Regions from separate parts of the Zea mays genome. Here region 1 is linked to region 2. A link is a contact called in public Hi-C data. All regions are on one chromosome and are shown on one strand. The core of a region is the stretch at or near the end of the contact, and the rest is flanking DNA. Distances in the headings are between cores, read along the strand shown. Region 1 holds the start of LOC100191922 (3-hydroxy-3-methylglutaryl-coenzyme A reductase 2). Region 2 holds the start of LOC100283408.

What was found. A called contact is a pair of places that touch in the nucleus more often than the background predicts.
Region 1: a Hi-C map of ear shows a contact between it and region 2, with 3 times the contacts expected there. The contact joins the promoter of LOC100191922 here to the promoter of LOC100283408 in region 2. A contact is called at or near these places in 2 of 25 Hi-C or Micro-C datasets (ear and tassel).

Annotation. Positions count from the first base shown.
Region 1 is chr2:195,625,422-195,631,437 of Zm-B73-REFERENCE-NAM-5.0, reverse strand. It overlaps LOC100191922 (3-hydroxy-3-methylglutaryl-coenzyme A reductase 2), which reads right to left and starts at 4,543. Exons shown (of 4, transcript NM_001137346.1): 1 at 3,540-4,543; 2 at 3,096-3,277; 3 at 1,532-1,878; 4 at 106-922. The coding sequence starts at 4,474. The coding sequence ends at 665.
Region 2 is chr2:195,305,792-195,311,759 of Zm-B73-REFERENCE-NAM-5.0, reverse strand. LOC100283408 reads left to right here and starts at 2,793. Exons shown (of 6, transcript NM_001156309.2): 1 at 2,793-2,891; 2 at 3,157-3,775; 3 at 4,552-4,604; 4 at 5,267-5,398; 5 at 5,631-5,792. The coding sequence starts at 3,256.

The sequences.
Region 1 (6,016 bases), core at 3,294-5,793, 320 kb before region 2:
GAAAATCATTTTAGAATCTCCAACAAAAAGAATGTGTCCTTTGACACAGAAAATAGGAATGACAAAACACTCTCATCGTACCGTACCATTTTACCACATATATTTCTTAGATAAATGCAAAACACAGCTCTACATATATTTCTTAGATAAATGCAAAACACAGCTCTTTATTTTTATTATTCCATTTACATTTCGTACTTTAATCAACTACACCACCGACTGCACTGACGGCTTGGACTCAGAACGACTGGATAAAAGTAAATTTACAAAGCTGAAATACAAAGCACCCGGCAGTTGCTCCGCAAAAATTTTCTGCGGCAAAGCAGAGATCACGTGGGTCACTGGATGCGCCACTGTGATGCAAGCTTGGGACAAACCCATGGTCAGATTCTCCGCCCATGGACGGGCAAAACTAGATGCAGGCGGGGTCAACGAGTGTAGTGTAGAGGAACTATAACGACAACATCAACGAATTAAATAGGTCATACTCCAGGATCCACAACAGGTCTCACCGCTTGGTAAATATGACGAGTCGACTGAATTCTCTCTTTTCGCCAGAAGGGTTTTTTTCCCTTTCCACCCGAGCATGCCGCAAGGAATCATCCTGTGGGACCCTTTTCGCTCCGTTCTCCCAAAGGGTTATAAAACAACAACTTGATATTATTCAACATTTCTTGGGTTTGTCTGTTTCCTCTGCAAGGGCCTTGCTGGACCTGTTGTATTTCATGTGGCTCTGGACCAGATGGCCAGCGGCCTGCGCAGAGATGAGGGACAGCTCCGCGGCTAGGACCGCACCGGCAACCACCGTGGCCAAGAGCCGCGCGTTGGACCCTGGGGATTCCCTGTTAGCACCTTTGACGCCAAGCAGGTCCAAGCAGGCAGATTGTGAGGCCAGCTGCGTGCCTCCACCAACTGTGCCAACCTGTGTTTGGGTTAGGACAACACCTCATCAGTTATAGCTTAATGCATGGCCATAAGATAATGACACTAGCAAACAATCTTCTGCAAGTGTTTGGCATAGACCGATGCCATTCCAGATGCCATCTCAACAATAACAAGCAGAAAACTACAAGATTAAATACTAATCAAACAGATATGGACTGCTATCGCCAGCGCCTGCTGATTATGAAAACAAGAACCAACAACTGTTAGATATTTTTTTATATGCAAATCAGATCAAGTAGGAAACAGACCCCATCCATTATTCTGATGAAGATCATAAAAGCATAGCTAGAATTCTAAACTGTACAATGATTTCATTATCAAATTCCTAGGTTCCATGTATATTTAGACCTCAATGAAGGGTCGTGCTAGCTCGGAGCAAATAGTGTTACCATGAGAATACCCACATATTAAAACAAGACAGTTATCAATATATCTATTGTAATTACTAATTAACTATTTTAAGTGGGGTGTAATACATAATGGTTTCAATCAATCACTATGCCTTAAAAAAATCATGGACGCCAAATTATTAGGGACCATAAATCCGGCGAATAGTAAAACATCATCAACATAGGATGTTTCAAACCTCAATAGATGGCATAGTAACGGAGACGTGCAGATCTTTGCCATCATTTATAGCTTCCAACATGGTGATACACTGGGAACTCTCCACGTTCTGTGCAGGGTCCTGACCAGTGGCAATGAAGATGGCCGCCACAATGTTACTTGCATGGGCATTGAAACCCCCAAGAGCGCCAGCAACAGCTGAACCAGCGAGGTTCTTGATCACGTTCAATTCTACAAGAGCCTGAACATTTGTTTTGAGAACCTTTTTCACAACTTCTTCCTTGATTACTGCCTCACAAACCACCGACTTCCCACGGCCATCAATCCAGTTCACAGCAGCTGACTTCTTGTCAGAACAGAAGTTACCTATTTTGATAAAGACTATATTACTTAAGGAAACACAAGGCATCAAAGATACATGGGAAGAGATCATTTTTCGGGTTCTAATAAAGATTCCACCACAAAAACTGCACTTTATGTTCATCCTATCCCTCTCATATCATTGATAAATGGTTATTTTACACTTTGCTAGGCCACTTCGTTACTGTGATGTTGGAAATCAGCTCACTGCTGTTACTTATGCTATGGGCAAGATATGAGTTGACACTTGACATAGCATTTCAAAACACTATACTAGTATAATGCAGTGGTTGTGTGTGTGTGTGTGCGCGCGCGCGTGTGGGTGTGTGTGTGTGTGAATTCTCCATGTAAGTACTAGTACTTCAAATGTTCATCGCATACAGGAGGAGCCGACCAGAAAGGCGCAACTGCATAAGTGTGCAACTGAATTACTGAAGTCAATATCTGCTACCGGGGTCATGCCTAGATTGTTTCCAGTCTATCTGAGTTAGAAAAATGACTTTCGCAAATATGTCCATCTAGGTTTGTTCCAAGTCAAACTTTTATTTAACCTTTGTACTATCATGACCTGTTTGGGATCTCTGTTTCTCAAAACAGCAGTTTATAATATCATAGTTTATTGTATGTCATGGCATAACTGTAGTATATTTTACATCAGTCCAACCCAACATCTGTTTGGAGACAAAATATTTTAGTTGTAGTGTAGGAGAAGAGAAGACTGCAGCTATATGCAAGCCAAAAGCTTTGGTCCGACCAAAGCTTTCTTGACTCCAAAAATACTGTGGTATTGGTAAAACCATGGTTTAAAATACAGAGTTGTTAGATATGCTCCCAAACGCCTTTTTGGTCTAAAATACCATGGTATTGTTTTGGGACTAAGAAAATATTGTGTCCCCAAACAGGCCCTCAATATTTAAAATACTTTATAGATTTCCAACATAAAGGTAAGCATATTAGACTGATTATGAACAGTGTTTTCATCATAAACTATACCTCTTTCCATTTAAGATATTGTATTTCACTGATATTGCTAATAGTCATAGAGTCATATTAGAGACCGCGTCAATGACTGAATGGACTTATATTTCTGATCAAAGGAAGTATAATCAGAAAGAATTTTCTACCTGGTTCCTGAATGTGCTTATCTCGCAGAAACAATCGGATGCACAACAAAGCAGATTAAATTCACAAATACAGTTTAAGAATTTATAACATGGGAAAACCTGATATGCTGATGACATCCATGTCAGGGAAGTCGGCCTGGAGGTAGTCCAGCACGTTCTGCACACCCTTGGAGACCATGTTCATCCCCATGGCATCCCCTGTGCTGCAGCTGAACCTCATGTACAAGTTCCTTCCTGCAATCGCACACTTCACTCCCTGCAGCCTTCCAAATCTGCTCGATCTGCACAAATATTTCCCAAACCAGGTCGGTCATCACATAATCCCACCATCAACCCTCAAGTTCAAAAAGTGGGCAACCGTACAGGCAATTTATGGATTAAAAAAAGTGACTGATGACAACTGCTACTGCTTTGATGGAGATGGATGCACATAGACGTGTCGTCAAGCCCAAGAGACGCGCTAGCCTAATGGTAATCGTTGAGCGCGTGGAGCATGGGTCGAAAGGGACAACGTGACGTTGATTTGGAATCTAGCGTTCTTACCTGTTAAACACCACGGCCAGGGTGTCAAAGTTCGCTGGGTCCTCCAAGAAGGCCTTGAGCTCAGCGGCGCGGCGTGCAGACGGGAACCGGACGACCGGGGCTCGCGTCATCCCGTCCCTGAAAACGACGCTGGAGGCACCACCGGACTCGGCAATGGCCTTGCATCCGCGGTTCGTGCTGGCGACGAGGCAGCCCTCGGTGGTGGCCATCGGTACGTAGAGGCGGCGCCCGTCGAGCAGGAGCGGTCCGGCGACGCCCACGGGAAGCTGCACGTACCCGACCGGCAGCTCGCAGCATTGGCCCAGGATGGACGCGTAGTCGAACCCGTCGAGCGGGAGCCCGTCCATATCCCTTCCGGTGATCCGGCGCAGCGCCTCCCTCCTGATCCCGGCGGCCCGGCGGCAATCTCCCAGCCTAGACTCCAGCACGTAGGACGGGATCTTCCCTGCCACAACCGCGGCCACGATCTCCTCGTCCTCCTCCGGCATTTTCTCCGTCGCGGCGGCGGGGCTCCCCAGCAGCGCACACGGGGTCTGCGCAGGCGTCGGCGGCGCCCGCGCCCGCGCGTGGCGGGAGTCGACGATGAAGTCCTCGTCGTCGTCGCTGCTGGAGACGACGGACTGCACGAAGGCGATCCCGAAGAAGCTGAGGAGGTAGATGAGCGACGCGACGAGGCCGCAGATGGCGAAGATCTCGGCGGGGGAGACCACGTGGAGCGGCGTGGAGGCGCGGATCTTCCCCCGCCACCGACGCATCAGGTACACCAGCGACGCGGCGAACAGCGCCGAGAAGATGAGGTTCGTGTGCCGGATCGGCAGCGGTAGCGCATCACCCGCCTGCACACGCACCCGCTCCCCCTCGGCCCCGGTCGCCTGCTGGCGCCTAGGGACGCTCCCGTGCGGCGGTGGAACCCTGCGGCGGACATCCATATCCATAGGGCGGACGAGGCAGCGGTGGGCTCGCTCGTCGGCGCTCAACCGCGCGGCGGAGCGGCGAGGAGGACGGGGGTTTGGGGATTTGATTTGGGGCCGGGCGCTCTCATATAGCTTCGCCGCCGCTACCCTTGAACTCAGCGGAATCGTTGACAGGCTGGGCCTACCATGGTTCGTTGGGCCCCGGTCGTGCCTGGCCTCTCCCGGGCCGCTACTGCTACAGTTTGACGGTTTCGTATGGTTTCTGCAGTTTGGATGGTCTGTCTGGAGTCCGGACTCAGGACTCTGGACAGGACAGGTATACGCCTAGATGGTGTCCACTTTGCAGCCCTACGTTTCTTCGTTTCTGCTACAATAGTATACACCTCTAGTGCCATGTCACGTACGCTCGCTAAGTGGGGGCGGATTTGGGCCCGGGCCTCCTGGCCCCGTGACCCAGGGCGCAGCCTAAAAGTTCTCTTCAGCCAAAAAATCTTGTTTAAAATAAATTTCAGTCCAAAAATGTAGTCTAAAAGACATCCTGCTTGCAGCGATTGAGCCTAGCGCTAGCGACCTCCCTCTATCGCTCGAGTCACGAGAACACACTCTTTCAATTATTTCGCAAATCTGCGTGGTTGCGCTTCCTATATTGCTAGCGGCATGACCGCCTCCCTCTAGTCCTCTATCATTCTCCACGCCTTTGGGATCCACAGATCCGGCAATGGCATAAGGCAGCAACCTTCGAGGCGACCGGGCGGGCTCTGACTTAGGCATCTGCCACCGCTAGTCCGACATCTGCCTCCGCCAGTCCGCCTCCAGCCTCCCTGCGACCCTGCAGCAGCGACGCGCGCGCGACCTGCACTGGCATCACGCCACCGCCCATACAAATCTGCCCCTACCATTACATCTTCTCCCAAGCTATACAACTTCCTCAATCTGATTCCCTTTTTTCTTATTCATAGGCAAGGGCGGAGTGCCTCCTGGCCAATGGACAGTGACTGTCTGCTACAATGTACCCGTGATTCTCCCCTATTGTAAGTAATTGTTCCCAAATGTTCGATCCACATTCCCTACCTGTCATAGTTCCACTGGATTGATTTAAATGTTACTACCCTGTTCTTAAATAGTTATCGTCTCCTAGTTCATTTTTGAACTAAATTGTGAAAATGAAAAGACGGAGTAGTACATCATTATATTTGTAGAGTGACCTGTGACGTTAATTTTACGGAGCTCCGCCACCGGGCACTAGTCGTCGGTGTCCTCTCGACACATCCTACAATAGTAGTCCAGTTTTGCTGAACAAAATGCCAATCCTGTTTTTTTAAATGTAAAATATATTTTCATATCAAATCCACTAAAAGACATAATATATGGTATTATTTTGTTTGTAAACATAATCAAAACTAAGAAAGCTTGATTTTGGTTTAAATTTGGAATTGCATTTTTCCTACGCGAAGGGACTATGCACGGTTTAACTTTTATTACTATTTTGTCATAAATGACTTAGGTCTCTTTATAACAAATGATCTTTGATGTATCTCCCAAAAAAACTCTTTGTTTTGCATG
Region 2 (5,968 bases), core at 1,544-4,043:
GTTCAGGCCGCTTAGAGATGCGTAACACCATACGTCCTGGTGAGTATGCTTGGTGAATGAGGTTACAAGGGAGCTCTCCGAATCGAGAATGCAGAGAGTTGAGGTGGGTGGCTGAGTAATAGGGTCGATCGTTCTGAAGGGGTGCCCCCTAGGCCTTATATATTCGACCGTGGGGCAATACACGTGGATATGATAACAATGTGTAACTAAAAGATAGTGAACTGTTTGAGTTTATCTCCCTATAGTTCTGCCGACCTATCCTCGCATGGCTCCGTTGCATGGGGGCTCCAGCGCGGGAAAGTCGGATCTCTGTTGTGGTCGCTCGCTCGACGTTGTGGGCCGTCCGGGCTCGCACCAATCCGGCCTCATGTCGACCTGCTTTGCTGATTGTCTCTCTCCAGGCCCACGAAAGAATGACCTTACAATTTATTGGGCCCTTGGGCCTTTCGTGAGGTCTTTTACTCTTCCAGTGGACCCGGGGATATCTGTCCCCCACAATTATCTAGTAGAAGTGAATTTATCTGGCTAACACTGTTTGACAAATAATGTGTTAAGTGATTTATGAGGGGTTGGAGAGTAGGGAGCAGATTGAAAGCGGCGGGAAGCATATTTTTTGACTCTCACTCTCTACTACAAATTGGTGACTAGATTCACTACACTCCCACCATGGAGTTACTTTTTTGTCGTTTGGCTGCACGAGACTGATTCTTGCTAGGAGTGGAGGTGTGGAAGACCTGACAAATGTCTTTTCCTAGGATTTACGTATATTTTTCCTCTGGCATAAGCTTCAACGGAATGGAAGCAATAATCAGTAATATTAACATACTATTAAGAACAATTATATTTCTATCGCAAGGTTTATACCCAAAATATTCCGTGCCGCCAGCTACAAATCTTGGTCTCACGCACCTCCACTTTGTTTGGGCTTTCTCCCCAATTTTTTTTTAAAAAAACTTCGCATGGAATTAGCACGTCCGGACGGCAAAACAAGGCGCATGCTAAATCACAAATTGCATGACAAGAGGTGATCAGATGAAAGAAGCCAAGCGAGAGCGATAAGGACGATGCAGGCGACACGTGCTGGACAAGTTCAAGTTAAAAGTGTCCAGTGGCGGTATAACAATAAATAAAAAGGTGGAAAGACTTTATTCGGTTTTGCAGGCTGATTCTTGGCATGCACTCAATCTCTCAAGAGCGTAGCTGCGTAGGGCTCTCGTCTTCTCTAGTGCAAGTGCATCATTTCCATCTCACAGTTTCTAAAAGCTAATTATTAATTAATTTATTTATTTTAAAGTTGTCTGCAATTATTTCAGAGGACCACGCATAAACGGGAGAAACTCACGCGAACGCATGCTTTGCCGTGAAGGACCAAGCAGGGCCCCGCGCGGGACGGGAAAAAAAGGCTCAGATTTTAGCGTGGGGTCCGCGCGTTCGTTCTAGTGCATACATACATGCTGTTTTATGTCAAAATCGCTTGGAATAAAAATGACATTTTTGTTAGGATGCCGTGTCCGGTTTCTATTCCGTCTCTGCACCAAATCCGATTTTGCTGACTGGGTTCGGTGGTTCTGGTGCCGACTTTTTGATGTTTTGTGTCACCTAACAGAAAACAAAGTCCCCGGCAACAGAATTTCCTGGTGCAGAGTACCGAATCCCGTGAAATCTGTGAATTAAAATCAAATCTTCATCTAGCCCGTAAGTAGGTCCAATTAGTGCTGTATTAAATTGAAGGCTCGCGAATGGCCGGGGCACATGTGTGAAATCTCACGAGAATTTGTTAAGTAGGATAGTACAATTTTGCTAGATGCTTTGAAATCTCTATCAATGATAACGAACGTTAACAAAGTCTTTTAGTCTCATACAAGTTAGAATAGCCTAGAATTAAAAATCCAATAAAACCTACAAACCAAGCTTTAGACACATGGGTAACTATTTTCCATACACTTAACTTTTTTTAAAAAAAATGTCCAACATCAATCCAGATGTTTTAAAATCTCTAATCTTTTTGCATAACATATAAAAAATATTTGCAAGAGAAATCATTTTTTTCGTAAATGTTGTAACGTCAAACTAAAAACAATTGCCAAATATAAAATAAAGCTTAGTGCATAAAAAATATCCTGAATTCTAATATGTGCACGCATTAAAAAGATACTGTTTGCTAGCGATAGCCCACACAAAATTTTCATTTAAAATAGGTTTAAGTTTAGCATGATTGAGAATTTCAAATTCCCTTTGGCATGAGCTCTAGACTTTGGTCAAACGAAAACAAGGTCCTTTAATTTTGTTTTCCGATTTTGCATGCCAGTTGTCATGTGGCTGGAAATGGTCATGGTTAGGTCCATGTGCACAGTGTAAAACACAGACGTGCAAAAGATTAAAAAAATAATATGCAGGAGCAGATAAAGCCAAAAGCATAGGAGGCCGCAAACTAAATAAAATAAGCATAGGGGGTCAAATAAGGTAGACCCTTACCAATGCAATCCTGACGTGCTTCACTTACCCGCCTAATTTTCTTTTTATTCCCGGCTAAAACCATTTTCTTTTCACAAAAGATTACGTGCCAACTTCCAAGAGGAGAGCTCGGAAAAGGAAAAGAAACGAAAGAAAGGAAAATCGAGGTAGAAGAAGGCTATGTGATGTGAGGGGAAATTACGTGAGATATAAGCCAAATCCATTGAATTCTATCGTTAGCTGGCTGCTTGAGCTGAGTTCTTTGATTGGCCTCCGGTGAGTGGTGACTCTTGAGCTCCGCCGCTTAACCTGCCAGTGTGCGAGCTCTGCGTCTTGCTATCCCTGACTATTTTCCTGCCTTCTGTCTCCATTTTCCTAGTGCTATACTAATTTCTGAAGACCTCCTGGAGGAATTCTCTGCTTCATTTCTCGAGCGGGTAATCTCTAATTTATCTGCTTTATTTGCCAAATCCTTACCTTCTTCATTCTTTTCTCTCTCTCTCTGTCTTTTTTTACTGTGATTTACGGCTTATATTCCTTCCATCTCTCCTCGTTTCTTCCCCGCCGTTACACAGGTTGCCGCCACCCTACGCTGTAAAACTTGATCTGTTCATGTCAATTTTTCCAGCTTTGATCAGCGGGGGTTTATGGTTTTTGCAGCTCTTACCCGCTTCGCCGGTTGTCCGATTTGCTGTGAAGCAGGAGAGCGGCCGCCTTCAGTCAAGGAAAATCGCTGAAGACAGCCGCAGATTGCCAGATTCGTAGTTCCGCTTCTGCTTCGGCGCACCTGTTCGGTGTGGAATGATGGAGGTGAGCCCGTCTCCGGAGCAAGGAGTGATGGCGGGAAGGGAGCCGTTCGGGCTGCCGAAGACCCCGGCAACGCCGCCGTCCTCCGGGGGCACGCAGGGCCTGCGCATGGCGTACACGACGGACGGCACCGCCATCTTCACCCCGGTGAGCTCCGTGCCGCCCGCGACGGCGACATACCAGCCCGTGGGCGGCAGCGCCGCGTCTGCTTCAAGCTTGGCTGGCGTAGGAGGCAATGGTGGCGCGCCCGTGCACTCGGGTGGCGCGGGTGAGCCGGGGACCAAGAAAAAGCGTGGCCGGCCAAGAAAGTACGGCCCCGACGGCTCCATGTCGCTGGCATTGGTGCCCGCATCCATGGCTGGGGAGCCGGCGCCGGCGGCTCTTGGAGCTTCCGGTCCTTTCTCGCCTAACGGCCCGAAGGCGCCGAACACTGCGCCGTCAGCGTCGCCGGACGGCGCGAAGAAGCGGGGCCGGCCGAAGGGCTCCACCAACAAGAAGCACGTGGCTGCGCTCGGTAATATTGGTGCACCCTCATCATCCGAGACCGCATTTTTTTTGTTGCTTTCTTATTTTATGATGAAACTCAAGAACGGGGAGGGGCAGTTTTATTCTTGTTTAATTTCTTGTATTTTCTGTCACAACGAATTATAAAATACGGCCTGGAGTCCAGATTTGCTCAGAATTGCTGGTTGGCTTTCGATCAGATCTGAGCTGATGGACTGCAAGAGTGGTGTCAGTAAATTAGTACTTTTACAGCCTTCTTTAAGAAAGAAGGAACCTCTTCTTTACTTTGCATCTATAGGATAGGCCATTTTAATTGAATCATTCTGCAATTTCTGTCGGAATGTCTAGCTTAAGCATGCTTAGGGCATGCTTGTTTTAGCTTATAGATTATATAATCTAGATAGATTATAATCTATATGTAGCTGTTTGGTAGTCTAGATTATACAAATGCAGATTATTTACAAAGACTACAGTACCCTTGTTTGTTTATTTGAGGTGAGAAAACAATGATGTCATATATTGTAATTTCTATTTACATAAGTCTTTTGCTAAAAATAATATTAAATAAGCTATTCTTGAGGAGATTATGAGATTATCATAATCTGAGCTTTAGATTATATAATCTGAACTCATAATCTAGTTGTTTATTTACCTGCTGTATTATTTACGCTGAATTATATAATCTATAGAGATTATAATCCGAAACAAACTGAGCCTCAGTGTTGGCTGTTACATTATTCAAGTACGAGATACTCCAATCCGTTTAATCGAGCATATGTTTTGCAGGGCCAGCGGGGGCAGGTTTTACGCCTCATCTTATTTTTGTAAAAGCCGGAGAGGTACAGTTAATCCTGGATTCTTTTTCATATATGTGCATGCCACTTGTCAGTAAATTATTCAGTTTATTTTTTTGTTAAATGAAGTAAGGTCTGCCTTAAGCTATTAATTGTAGTGCATTAGTGGCGCCTCTGCCGTTACTGAATTTTAAGGCTTACCTTGAGCACTTTACTAAAGCAGGACATATGATATTCTGGTCCATTGAATATGTGAGAAAAATGCAGTCATATGCCCGGCTTCCATACTTGCAGAACTTGAATGCTAAGTCTCTCACCCGGTATTGAGGCTTAAAGCTTAACTCCATATAATTTACGGGATGCTAAGTTAGTAGAGAGCCAATACAGTATTAGGCCTAGTTTGACAACATCATTTTTACAATGAATTTTCATTTTTACACGGGAAATTAGTTCATTTCTCCGGCCTGGTCACGACTCACTAGCTTCAGCTTCATTATCAGCTCCATCACCCATCTGTCTGTTATTTCCCCAAAAGTACCAGCATTCATCATGATTAGGCTTGTTATCTTTTAAACTAGAGATTGTATTTTATGACTTGTAACAGTTCTTTTGTAGCCAGATTGCGGGTAGACGTGAGTCTACTGTAGCAGGTGCTGGTAATCAGAGGTTCACTGCTGTAACTGGCTTGAACTTTGTTTGCTTTCCAGGACGTATCGGCAAAGATCATGTCGTTCTCGCAGCACGGGACACGCGCGGTCTGCATCCTTTCAGCAAACGGCGCCATATCAAATGTGACGCTTCGGCAATCTGCCACTTCGGGTGGAACGGTGACATACGAGGTTCGTATTTTGAATGCCACAAGTTATGAGTATCGAGTACACTTTGATACAGATAGTCAGCTCGAGTACTTTACTGCCAGGTACACTGGTACAGCGATTCAGAAGAGTGACCTTACTGATGTCTATTGTCTATACCGCGAGTCATCACTGTCGCTGGTATTTGTACTGCGCAGTCGGTGTAGGTGACGACGAATGAAAACTGAAATCTTGGTCTCCTGAATACCTGAAACAGGGTCGTTTCGAGATACTGTCTCTGTCCGGGTCGTTTCTTCTGTCAGAGAACGGTGGCCAGCGCAGTCGAACTGGTGGGCTCAGCGTTTCGCTAGCAGGCCCCGACGGCCGTGTCCTGGGTGGCTGTGTTGCCGGACTCCTGACGGCTGCTTCACCGGTACAGGTCTGCTGTCGTCCTCTGGATCCTGCTGGCTGAAAAAATCTGTACCTTCCTGGTTCATTCATTTCGTCGTGGTAGCATAAATTACAGAGCGTTGTCGGTCGTCGACTGTATCTCCAGATTTCCTTTCGACGCCACTCAATTGCCTTCCTCCGACTGCACTGTGATCAGTGACCACC